3 separate regions of the Sus scrofa genome follow, and all the other regions are linked to region 1. A link is a contact called in public Hi-C data. All regions are on one chromosome and are shown on one strand. Each heading gives the region's core, a stretch centred on a gene start, on an enhancer-like site or on the middle of the called end of the contact. The rest is flanking DNA. Distances are from core to core; before and after follow the strand shown. Region 1 has its middle 16 kb from the start of ATP5G2. Region 2 overlaps COPZ1 (coatomer subunit zeta-1). Region 3 holds the start of SMUG1 (single-strand selective monofunctional uracil DNA glycosylase).

Region 1 (4,049 bases), core at 948-3,447:
TCAAGCACTTAGCTGAGCCCAGACACTAATCAAAAGGCAGGTGGTGGGTCCAGTTCATTTCTGAGTATGAAGCTTGAACAGCACAGATAAGAGACTGGTAACATGAAAGAGTAGGTATGAGTTGATTTGAAAGGTCAACTTCTCTGAGGAGCCTCTCCACATAGAAACCGAAGCTGCCCAAATCCTTCATTTTGTCCCTTCATAGAAGGGATTTTTCCTCTTTTGTATGCAGACAAAGAATGATAATTATCTGAACAAATGTGCATGGTTTTTGTTGGCATCAGTCAGTGTTTTAAATTGGTATGCTTAAATAAAAATTTGTTTGCTGCACCCCTCATGTTTTTATTTCACTTGGCTTTGTCTCCGTAGTCTCTTTTTGTGTATCAAGGGTAGCTGTGTGTTCAAACCAGGGCACCCTCTGGCTGGAATGCCTGCTAATGTCCTTTCCTAGAGCGGCTAATACCAGGCAACCTGGCAGGATGGTCTTTATGTCCCTGCCCTCACCACCTTCCCCAGCCTCCAATTTCCTTTTGTCATTTTCCAGAATCATTTGCTTGGTTCCTTTGCATGCATTTTTTTTTTTTAACCTTCTTCTCCAACCCTGCATAAAATTTGGCAAAGACCAGGGAGAAAAATCTAAAGAGGAATCAATCTCCCCCCCCCACACCCCCAGCGCTTCTTTCTCTCTTTTCCTTCCTCTCCCAATCTCTCTCTGTCTCACACACACACACACACACACACACACACACACACACACACACAGACTTCATCTCTCTTCTGATCTTACTGTATCCCCTAAATGTCAAACCAAGATCACTCCCCAAACCCAAACCTAAAAGAGAGGGGGGGAGAGAGAGAGAGAGAGAGAGAGAGAGAGAGAGAGAGAGAGAGAGAGGGAGGGAGAGGGAGAAAATATCACTTCCCTTCTGGGAGATGAGTCCATGCTTTTAGGGGAGCCATCTGAGGCTACTGAAGGGCTAAATTTTGGAAGCATCTGCTTCTGTAAGTTTAGGGTCAGTCTTCATGCGTATGTGATGTGTTGGTAAATGTATTTTCCTTAAGCAGAATGTAGCTTTGATTGTAGGTCATTAATTCTAAGTGTGTGTTGGGGAGTGGGGAGGACGGGGATGGGGGGAGAGGAGGAATATTTGGTGAGGATAAAAAATCCTGTTCTGGCCACTGTGGGTAGGGATTCAAAAGGAAGTCTTGGCACCTGCCTTTCTGGGAACCCCCGTCTCTGCGAAGGGGGATCTCTGGGTCAGATAGAGTGAACCAGAAGAGGGACCCAAGGAATCGTTAACTTAGTTTACAAACCAGCATAAGAGTTACAAATGAATTCACACAGGGACACCCATCAAATGGAGAACAGAACTGGGAAAGGGGTGATGGCACCAGGGCAGAACCGAGAAAATATAGGAAAGCTTCTTAGAGGGACGGGTGTGTGGGGAGGGGGGCTGGGAACCGCAGCCGACGGGAACGCACAGCCCAGCCGCCCCTCTCCCCTTGCCGGGGTCTCCTCCTCGCGAGCTGGGTGAGTGTCCCCTGGGCAGGACCCGCCCTCCTGGTCCCTTCACACCTGACCCCGCGCGCTCTCCTCTCCTGCCATCCCCGGGCCCCTTCCTGCACACCCACTGCTCCCAGCTCCCCCTCAGTAATCTCCTGACATCTCTTCAAATCCAATTATCGAATTAATTGACGTGCTAACCGAGAGGCAAACAGAAAGGGGCGGCAAACAACGGGCGGCTCAGATTTATCCTCCGGCCTCCACAGGCCCCGGCCGGGCGAGATTTACTGGGCCTCGAACACGGCGACAGTTCAAACCTTTGATTAATCATGTTTTTCTCCCGGCCCCATAATTTAGTTGCTCTTTTTCCCTCCCTGCCTTTTTTTATCAGTGGAAACAGAGACGGAGTCCTCATCAGCTTCAATTACAAATATTAAGCCCCCGGACAGCACTTTGACAGAGAGGCGGCCAGCGGCCCCCCCTCCGTCCCGCCCCCCTAAATCATCCCCGAATTAACATCACAATCGGCGGCTGGCGCGCGTTCAGATTTAAATGGTGGCATATTGTTCGCGGACGGTCTAGTTCAGACCAGCGTGTTCGCAGCTCCCGGCGGCAGCCCCCGCCTCTCTCCCCACCGCCCCCTCCTGCCTCCCGGGAGGCTGTGACTCAGGAGCCGCGGGAAGCTCCGGCGCCCTGTCTCCAGCAGCGGAGGCTGCTGGCGGGGGTGCGCTGGGGTGGGGGCGAGCGGGCTGCAGAGAGGGTTAGGGCGAGGGGGGGCGAGTCAGGCACCGGGAGAGGGACTGCTGATGCAGGGTGGCGGGGAGAAGGGCCGAGGCTGGGCAGAGGCCCGTAGTTTGGCTTGGAAGGGGGCGCTGCGGGAACGGGGTTTATGCAAATGAGATGCAAATGAAGGCGCTGAAGCTTCGGGGTTGGGAACGCTACCATACAGCCCTTTGGGGAAAGGTTATGGCCGCTTTGACCCGTCGCCGCGTTTGTGGGGCACCCTTGGGTCGTGATGGAGTGTCTAGAAGGCAGGGAAATCTCTTGCTCTTTGAGACTTGCGGTATGAAAGAAGAACATGGAGGCAAGATTTTTCTCCGATTTCTGAGCAGTTAGAGAAAATTGACCTTAAACGACAGTCGGGAGGCTTGAAGGCAGGCCCCAGAAAGGACCGCCTTAGTGGGAAAACAGAGCGTGAGGGTGGAATATCTCCTGGGGAGTTTTTGTTTTAGAAGACCTTCGAAGGAGCCAGACTTCTCCGAGGGTATTTTGGGGAAAAGACATGAAAAGTATTTGGCTCTGTCCCACGGTGGAGGAGAAAAAGGAGAGTCATTTCCCTGACCCCATTAATCCTTTAAGACTGAAGGAGCACAGGAAGAAAAATGTCAATCCAGGAATCTAGGTTTCCAGATCTTTTCATATCCACCTGTCTCTTCGGTCTTGCCCGCATCAATCTCCAGGTCCCCATTTCTGCCTAGCAACATCACAACCAATCAAGATGCAATTAGGCCTGGCAGCTTGGCTCATCCTTAACTGGGATTGGCTGCTCGCAGTGTGCGCATCCCAAGTTTTCATTGGCTGACGGCCACCTGTATGGAAATGAGAATTTCCAAGGGACTCTCAGCCCCTTCAGCAACGTGGACCTGTAGCTCATGGCGCTGAAACCTGCAAGCTCAGAGCCGCAACTCCTGGGCTTGTTTCTTGCCCTCTTTGCCTCCTCTTTCTTCAAAGAGATGTCTCAAACTTTTCCCTCTGAGGCCTAGTCTGACAGAAATTCGACCAAATAACACAAAATAAGGCGGGTTTGTACGCTTATTGCATCTTCTTGGCCTTCTCTTTCAAAGTCACGATTTTGTCCCTTCCGTCAAATGCCACGACAGTTCTTGCCCCTCTCTCTCTTCCACGTCTGTCCAAGGTGCGGCTTCTTTACGTGTGGAGTCCCTCAGTCCCTGCCCCTTGTGGCCTCAAACCCTCTCTTCTGGCTCAGCTCCACCAATTCCCGACTGCTCCCCTCCTCCCACTCAGGATCCAGGCATCTCGCTCCACGATCTAAAGCCCAGTTTAGAAGGGAGTTAGAGGGAGAGAGGACTCCTCCCTCCCCCCCAAAAAAACCCCTCCATCCTCGCTCCCCATCCATTTTCTCCGAGGGAGCCGAGTTTGACAGCGAATTCATTCCGAGCGGGGAGGGTGATTTATTCTTCAAATATACCGACAAGTGCGGGCATGATGGAGCCCATTAAAATGTTGGGAGATTGTTTTTATGATTGAAGTCTGTATTACTCCAACCATAAAGAAAGAGAGCAAGGAGTCATTAGCATTTTCATGATGGTGTATTTCTGCTTGTCTCCGCGCCATCACTCATCTTTACTGCCCGTCCCTTTGCTCTCGCTCTGCTACAACGAGGAGAGACTGCAGCCTGAGTTGGGGTTGGGGGCGGGGGAAGGCGGGGGCCAGAGATCCCCCAGCCGCTCTGCCCTTCACGCCAAATCCTCACCCTCCCTGGGACGCAGATCATGGGGTGAGAGGCCCAATGCAGACGATGTGC
Region 2 (4,049 bases), core at 627-3,126, 650 kb after region 1:
TCAGCCAAGGAACAGATCAAGTGGTCACTCCTCCGGTGAAGACCCCACTATGCCTGGCTCCTCACTCCCTCAAAAAATCCACATGTCTGCTGTGACTTCTCATCCAGTCCCCCAACTGACACTCTCAGGGTCATCTCGGGGATCACAGGGATCCTTAACTCTCCATCCTGTCTGTGGTTGCCCCCCAAACCCGTATATGCTTCTTGTTCCTTCTCGGTCTTTTCTGCGGTTCTGGGAGTAAAGCTCTCAGCAGGTTTGGACACAGGGCTGGGAAGGCACCCTCTTCCTTTCTCCTCTGGATTATGTTCCCGTGCTCTCCTATCCCCCATATTTTCTCCTCAATTTCTGTACCCTTCAGATCAAAGCAGGAGAAAGAATGTGCTGAGCGTTTTCCTCCCTTTGCCTTTACGCGGCCTTCGTCTCAGCAGCCCATATGTCCAACGAGGGGAGGGAGAGAGAATTCTTTTCCATAGAAAGAGTGGGGGTGGGGAGAGGCACATCGGGTCCCTCTTACTGCCCAGTCCTCCAGCCTGGGAAGAAAGATTGGGAACAGCTCATAGGCAAAAGACAGAGGGGAAGAAGCGGTGATTTAAGTTTTATTGGAGAGGGCTTATAAAATTCTGTTTTTCAGACACAGCTGCAGTTTTTTACTCTGATCCTAGCTTATAGCTTCAAACTGCTGTGGTTTGTGAGTGCTCCTTGTGGGAGTGTCCATCTCTTGGTCCGAATAGCTTAACTCACTACCTTCACCACCCGTGGGATCTTTGCCTGGCTCGTTCTCTCTGTGCCCTGGAGCAAGGCCAGTCCCTGAATCAAAACTCCATTCTGGTCTTGGGAAGAAGAGTATCTGCTCAGAACTGGGGGACAGAGTGGAATTTATGACTTGGGCCTCTGGGTTCTCTCAGTCCCCTTCTCTCCCTCACAATGCATTTCCCTCCGTCTGTCTTGGGGCTGCGATCTCTGCCGCTTAACTCTGTCCTCTCTCTGCCTCAGTCTTACATCCAGGCAGTAGGTCTGGGCGCTTCCCCAGCCTTGGTCGCTGAGAGAGGTACCTTTCTTCCGAAAACCTTTGGGATTTGGATTTTCCCAGGAAGATGGAGGATGGAACACCACTGTTGGGTCTCAAAACTTCCCACAAAAATGTCTCAAAAAACCTTCCTGAGACTTAGCATTCTGCCCCACTCACTCACTGCCAGTTCTCCAAGACTGAAGTGGGGGCAGATAACTGGGCATCCTTGAGGGGGGCGTTTTTGTGTAAGAGATGTATGGAGTCAGGATGATGGCCACCTTCAGGTACTGCTCTGTGCAAAAAGGAATAAAACATTTTTTTTTCCAAACTGCCTTTGTGTGATGTTTCTGTTCCTCTTCCTCTCTTTTTGGCAGCTGCTCCTATTCCTCTAGCCTCCCCCCCCACCCCGCGCTCCCCATCTTATAATATTTCTTCTCTCCTACCTCAGAGACTCCCCAGCATCTCCCCTCCCCCGCCCCCCCATCCCTAATTTACAAGGCTGTTTGCCTCCTTGGCATCTCTCCGTCCACTCGCCTGGAAATTGGCGCCAGGGGTGGGGTGGGGATGGTATTTTCTCAGTGGGAGTCCCAGGGAACTGAGTTCTCCCCCACCACCCCCAAAGCCAGCTGCCTGCTCCCGCCTCAGCCATTAGTAACCCGGAGACGCGCACCTGCGTGGGGGCTCGCCTGCAGCCCCGGCTCCCTTCCTGCACCTCCCACTCCCGCTCTGAAACGGCGCTGAGCGGGTTATTTATCGGAGCCAGCGCTGCTCCAGAAGGTCAGGACGGTGGTGTAAATAACCTCTCCTCGCCATTTCCCCGTCCCTCCAGAGCCTGCTCCCCTCCCCCTCCTCCACCTTTATTCGCACAAATGAATGTGGCTGGGCTGGCGCAGAGCCTGGCCCTGCATCTTAATGGGGCGGTGAGCTCACAAGATGGATTTAGCTGGGGGTTTTTATGGTTGCCTCGGCGACAGGAGAATGCTTTGGTTTTCTTTCCCCCTTCCTCTGCAGGATTTTAAGGAGGGGGGCAGTGTGGGGAGCCCTTCTCTGCACTGCCATTTGAAGGGTCTCCGCTGTCACCTCTACTGCCCAGGAGATGGGCCTGTAATTCCAGGGTTAGGCAAGAGAGACTGCATTAGCACCGCAGATAGGAAAGGACGAGGGAAGGAAGGTAACCGCAGGAGGAAGAATGTCTCTAGCATCAAGACTCGAAACCTAGAGTTGCCCAGTCTTGCCTGTTCTTTGAGAGCCTAGCAATTCAGCTCAGCAGCTCTGGGGCACCTGGGCCCAGGGTTCCCCTTAGCAGATAGTAAAAAAGAAAAATGCTTGGATATAGCACCCTGCAGTCCTGCACTGAAAGTTGGGGTACAGGGGGCTGGATGAGGGCTAGGTATTTTTGTGCTTGCCCAGCTGACCCACGGGAAAAGCATTGTCCAGTCATTAAGATTACCGCCCTGGGAGTTCCCATCGTGGCTCAGTGGTTAACGAATCCAACTAGGAACCATGAGGTTGTGGGTTCGATCCCTGACCTTGCTCAGTGGGTTGAGGATCCGGGGTTGCTGTGAGCTGTGATGTAGGTTGCAGATGCGGCTCGTATCTGGTGTTGATGTGGCTGTGGCTGTGGCCGGCAGCAACAGCTCCAACTAGACCCCTAGCCTGGGAACCTCCATATGCTGTGGGTGCGGCCCTAGAAAAGACAAAAAGACCAAAAAAAAAAGATTACCATCCTAATTTTCCTAGTCATCACCCAGCATGGACCCTGGTGTGTGTGTGGAGGGGATGGGGGTGAGTCCCTGTCGGTGTGAGATTCCATTCGAGGGCTGCTTGATCAGTGATGATGTGGGGAACGGGCTTCTGTCCGGTTCTCAAACTTGGGATTCTCTGAGCTTGTTTCCTCAACCTGGCCTGGTTTGAACGTTTCCTGCTTCCTCTATTTCCCATTAGGTGCCCTGGCCTATCCAACAAAGCCATCCCCAGCACTGAGTGAAAAAGGAGGCTGGGGACCAGGGACTGATTGTCTCCTTCCCCTGGTCTCTTTCTGTCTGATTCTGGGCCAGGCCTCTGTCTCTGTGAGCCTTTCCCTCTTCCCCCAGGGACCCTGGGAAGCCCCTCCTTCCCTCTCCCCCTTCTTCCCCTTTGGCTGGGAAAGTGACTACAGTCTGAATAGTGCCAGACACCTGCCTGCCAGATGTGGCGATTCCCCATTCTTCTCTCCCCCTCTCCAAATGTCTATCCTTTCCCCACCCCACTGAGCTCAGGCACAGGGAGCCCCCCCACAGGGTGATTTAGTGCTGCAGCCCCTCTTCCTCAGTGGCCCCCTCCAGTTCCTCTCCCTCCCCCCGGTGTCAATGCCCTTCCCGTTTTTTTTTTTTTTCCACCATGTCCTGCAGAGGCCTTCCTGGTACAGCCTCCTCCCACTCCCACCCCAGGGTGCTGGCTGGTGTGAGCCCCAGCTCCCAGACTGGAGGACTGGAGAATGAATGGGGCAGAGGTGACTGGCCTCTGTTTCACCCATGGGAGAGTACATCAGCAGGGCTGAGCACGGTGGCAGCCAGCGCTGATGTCATTCTCACTGGTGGGGTGGGGAGGGGTTGGGGAGGAGGAGGGGAGTGGGGAGGGAACTGTCTGCAGAGGAGAAAGAGGTCTCAGAGCTCTTCCCAGGTAGGCAAGAGAGCTCAGAATTGTGGCTGCCTGGTGGATGATCGCACCCTCGTTTCTCTGACTGGGACTCCAGATCTCGTCTCTGGATCTGTGTCTCAACTGGACTCAGTACATGCCCCTCGGCTTTGCCTTCAGACTGACCCAAACCATACACCTAAAGGGAAGCCTAGGAAGTTCTCATTGTGGCTCAGCGGTAACAAACCCGACTAGTATCCATGAGGTTGTGGGTTCGATCTCTGGCCCGGCTCAGTGGGTTAAGAATCCAGCATTGCCGTGAGCTGAGGTGTAGGTCACAGACTTGGCTTGGATCCCTGCGTTGCTGTGGCTGTGGCTAGGTCAGCAGCTAAAGCTCTGATTCTCCCCCTAACCTGGGAACTTC
Region 3 (4,049 bases), core at 863-3,362, 520 kb after region 1:
GTTAAGTCTGGAAGAGGGGCTGAGTAGCCACGTGGGCAGAGGACCCGAGAACCCCAGCTTCCAGCCCACTCACCTCCCAGACCCTGCCCTGCCCTCCCAGCAAACCAGCCACGGTGCAGGAACTTGGCCAAGGAGAAGTTCTCCCAGCCCTGCTCATCCCCCTGCCATGCTCCCAGAGCACACGCTCCACCTGCCCCTACCTCTGGCACTGTCATTTGCCTTCTCTTGTCCCTGCAGCCTTCTACCCACCCCCTCCTTCCCACCCACACTGGCCCACTCCATCTCTCCCCAAATTTTCCAGCAGAATGCTGACCCCTCTCCCTGCCTCTGGCCACCAACCCATACCTTTCAGACCAGTGAAGTTGATGACAAGAACCTTTACCGAGTGCTCCTTCTACACGAGACAGCGCCCTAAGGACTTCCTTCCCGTGCGTTCTCCTGTCTCATCCTCACACTAACACCGTGAGGGACACGCTCCGCAGCCCTGTTGCTAAGGAGGACACTGCCACTGGCTGAACTTCTCAAAGGAGGGACCACTGCTGATCTTCGCATCCCAAGCCACCAGGGCAGCCCTGGCGTGTGGTTCATGTGCAATAAATATCTACCTGCTGAATCAATGATTGACTGAGTGATGTAGCCCCCCCCCCCACTTCTGGCTGACCTCCAAGTGACATCTACATGGGCTGCTGCCCCCCCGCAGGTCCTACCCCCCACTTCCCTTACCATCGCAGCTTGATCTCCCTCACACGCCTGCACACACTCTGTTCCTCTGCTGCCTTTGCCCATCTTGCCCCCCTCGCCTGGAACATTCTTCCCTTCCCATCTCCACCACTGAATACACATTCTGCCCGCTCCCCAAGGCCCACAGCAAATGCCACCTCCCCTGCGACGCCTTCCCTGATCCGCCCTTTGCACGAACCTCCCTGGCGAGTTTCACTTATTGCTGAAATGTCTTACAGCCCCTGCTGTGAATTTTGAGAGACCAACACTCAGCCTTCTCTCTCCTGAACACAGGCCCTCTGCTTTGTACCTGCTAGGTGCTCAATAAATCCCTGTTGAAAACACGGATATCTGCTCCCTGTTTTTATCTCGTTCGGAGATGTTCTTACGGTGGATTGAAAGCATCGCTGAACCTTCAAGGGCACTCGGAGCTGAGGGTCTGGCACTTACCAGCGGCGTGACCTTAGGATGATCATCACCTCTCTGAACCTGGGGCTGGTCATCTCGTTCTTCACCTGGAAGAGAGGATGACAACGGCTACCTTGCGGGCCCAGGGAGCCACCCTCATCGTATCTGCTTATCTGTCTCTGAGCTGTGGAGGTCTGTCTCTCTCTCTCCATCTTTCTGCCTCACTGCTGAGCCTCTGCCTCCCAGACCCCCATCAATTCAGGCGTGCAGCCCAGGAGTCCTATCACTCAGCCCCCTCACTGTCACTCAGGCATGTCAATTTTCCTGATGCTACCGTGGGTGGGGGGAGGGGAGGGCCTCGCCCTTTCCCAGGGTGACCAGAGGACCAGCCCCGCATTGGCTCCCTCTCCTCCTTAACAAGTGAGGCCTGTGTTCTCCCTCTGAAAATATTAATAATAAAGAATCAAGGCACTGGGCATGAACCGGATGCAAATTGGCCCCAATTCTCAGCCCAAGGAAGAAAATGCCTAAGCTATGGACTCTGAGAAATCCCGGGCTCATTTGCATGTCATTTGCATTATATTTACATGTGATCAATTTCATGTTCAAATGCACAATCCTCCCTCCCCAGTTTTTCTCCTCCAGGGTCCCCACAGCCACTGCCCCTCATCATTCCCCGCAGCCCCTGCCTCTCTTCCCCCAGCCCCTGTCACAGTCCTCCTCACCCTTCTCCTCCTCCTTCCTGCCAGGTTCCCCAGCGCCACCCCCTCCACTTCCTCTACAAGGACCCACTTTCCCAACACCCAAAACAGATTCCTGGGGTCTTACCCCTCAGTTCAGGAGGGGCATCCCGGCCTGCCCCCTCCCACCCTGAGCCGGGCGGGCACAGCAGACAGCAAGCGCGCCTCTCAGCAAATCCCAGCCCCATTCAGCCTGGTGATTAATGGCGCTGCCCTCCCCATGAACCTGCCTTTAATACTGAGGAAGTTATGAAACCGCTATACATCAGCAGCTCCGGCCCCACTGCCCCCGCCCGCCTCCTCCGCTCCGCCACCCCCCACCCTCCAGCTCCCTCTTCAAAATCTCATTTGGGCTCCTGCCGCCTGGGCCCACCCCTCCTCTGGCCTTTGCTGGGAGGAGGGGGTGTCTGCCCCTGCTGCCGTCCTGGTGAGGTCCCACATCTCATTTTCCCTTCCTCTCTCCCCCCTGCTCCGCCCTCTCTCCCTCCACCCCCCCCCCATGGCTGCATCTCCGGACCCATTTAGAATTGCTGACATTTTATCTGCATTACATACATCACTCCGTCCCCAGCAGCCATCTCTCATGGATTGTTGGGGGGCGGGGGCAGGGTGGTCCTGAGCTTGGGAAGATGGTGGGGAAACCGGGTGGAGGAGAGGAGATAGATAGCACTTCCTCTACCTTCTTCCCCCCCGCCCCGGGCCCTCTCCCCTGCCACCTGGGAGCTTGTGCGGGTGGGACCTAGGGTAGGTGATGGCAGAGGCTGGTATCCTACCCTCCTCAAGCAAGTTCCTCTTACTTCACATCAAAAGACATTTTCTTAGACGGCACAGACCAGGGAAGGTCATGTGGTCCAAACCTCCCCTCCCCCGGTGGGACTCCTCTACAAAAGATTATGATGGCAGTTATTTAATCTCTCTAGGCTGACCTGTCCTAATAGCCCCCGTTCCTACCTACTGGGAAGTCCCTCTGAATGTCTAACTCCTGTGCCTCATGCTGCAGTCATTTTCTTCCTGCTTTGTCCTTAGGAGGTGGAACAGCAGTATCACCTCTCAGATGAATTAAACCCTTTGTTCTGATGCCTGAGCCATGAGAAATACAGTCACCAGCCCACACCCCTGAGTCTTATAAACACAGTAAGAGGCAGAGGGTGGGGCCCCTTAGAAAGGAGGAAACTGAGACCCAAATTCAGGAGGAGGAGTGAACCTGTCCGAAACCAGGAGGCAAGGACCCCGGGGTCCCACGATCCCAGTGAGCAGTTCATGGAGATGAAGAAGGCAGAGGCCAGCAACAGATAGAGAGGTCTAGACCAAGAGACAGACAGCAGAGGGGAAAGGGGGGCGGGGGGAGCTGGGAGAGAGACAGGCAAACAAAGAGACAAACAAACAAAGAGCTAGACAGACAAAGGGACCATCCGCCAGAGACAGGCAGACAGGCAAGAGGAAGCCAACAGAGGCGCTGGTTGGCGTGTCCTGAGCGGACCCATGAGACGGTCTCTGTCTGTCTGCCTGTCAGTCAGGGTCTCTGGGGCTTCCTGCCCACGGGGTCCACATCTCTCCGTTTTCCTGGAAATGTGTCTTCTCCTCGGGCCTCTCCACACCCCATCTCTTACCCTTCAGTCTCCCCAGCCCTGCCCCATCCCTGTTGCTCCTTCTCTCAAGACATCTTTCTGACCTGCCCTGCACTCCCCTCTCAGGGAGATTCAGACACTTCCTGTGGGCTTTGGGCAGCTCCCACAGGAACCGGGCCAGTCCTCCAGGGATGGACAGGATGGCCAAGGGCTCCAGCTCAGGGGACAGCTCCCAGGTCTGCTGAAGAGAAAGAGCAGCATAGGAGTGTGTCCCCATGTCTGGCAGGCGTAGCCAGTGAGGCAGGAGGAGCCCTGGAGGAGGAGGTGAAAAGTCCCTCGGCCTCCACCTCCTCCTGCGGCTGGACCTCAGACTGCACAGACCTCAGGCAGTGGATGGAGAGGGGAGTGGCTGGTTTACATGTTGTTTGCATCTCATTAGCATGTCCCTGACTCCCAGTCATCCCACAGACCCTGTCTCTCCAATACCAGGCTCTCTCCAGCTCAGTGTGGTCGCTTGGAGGGCTGGGGGCGGAGAGAGGGTGGGTTCACAAACGGGTGCCTAGACGTCTTTCTCCCGCACCTCCTTCTGGCACAAGTCACACACACCTGCCCT

Evidence for each region. Hi-C and Micro-C count contacts between places; a contact is called where the count stands out from the background.
Region 2: a Hi-C map of epiblast stem cells shows a contact between it and region 1, with 2.3 times the contacts expected there. The contact joins two enhancer-like sites. A contact is called at or near these places in 2 of 47 Hi-C or Micro-C datasets (embryonic fibroblasts and epiblast stem cells).
Region 3: a Hi-C map of epiblast stem cells shows a contact between it and region 1, with 3 times the contacts expected there. The contact joins the promoter of SMUG1 here to the enhancer-like site in region 1. A contact is called at or near these places in 5 of 47 Hi-C or Micro-C datasets (embryonic fibroblasts, epiblast stem cells, fetal skeletal muscle and 2 more).

What each region holds. Positions count from the first base shown.
Region 1 is chr5:18,893,859-18,897,907 of Sscrofa11.1, forward strand. No RefSeq gene overlaps it. Among named protein-coding and RNA genes, the nearest start is that of ATP5G2, 16 kb to the left of the region's middle. Within about 2 kb of position 2,198, at least 34 of the 83 cell types and tissues checked have an H3K27ac peak or open chromatin away from gene starts, as enhancers often do. A contact at or near this core is called in epiblast stem cells, where this site is marked.
Region 2 is chr5:19,541,040-19,545,088 of Sscrofa11.1, forward strand. COPZ1 (coatomer subunit zeta-1) reads left to right here. Exons shown (of 9, transcript XM_001927549.5): 9 at 1-1,334. The coding sequence ends at 39. Among named protein-coding and RNA genes, the nearest start is that of GPR84, 11 kb to the right of the region's middle. Within about 2 kb of position 1,877, at least 18 of the 83 cell types and tissues checked have an H3K27ac peak or open chromatin away from gene starts, as enhancers often do. A contact at or near this core is called in epiblast stem cells, where this site is marked.
Region 3 is chr5:19,410,544-19,414,592 of Sscrofa11.1, forward strand. SMUG1 (single-strand selective monofunctional uracil DNA glycosylase) reads right to left here and starts at 2,113. Exons shown (of 6, transcript XM_021091738.1): 1 at 1,957-2,113; 2 at 1,171-1,235. The coding sequence starts at 2,056.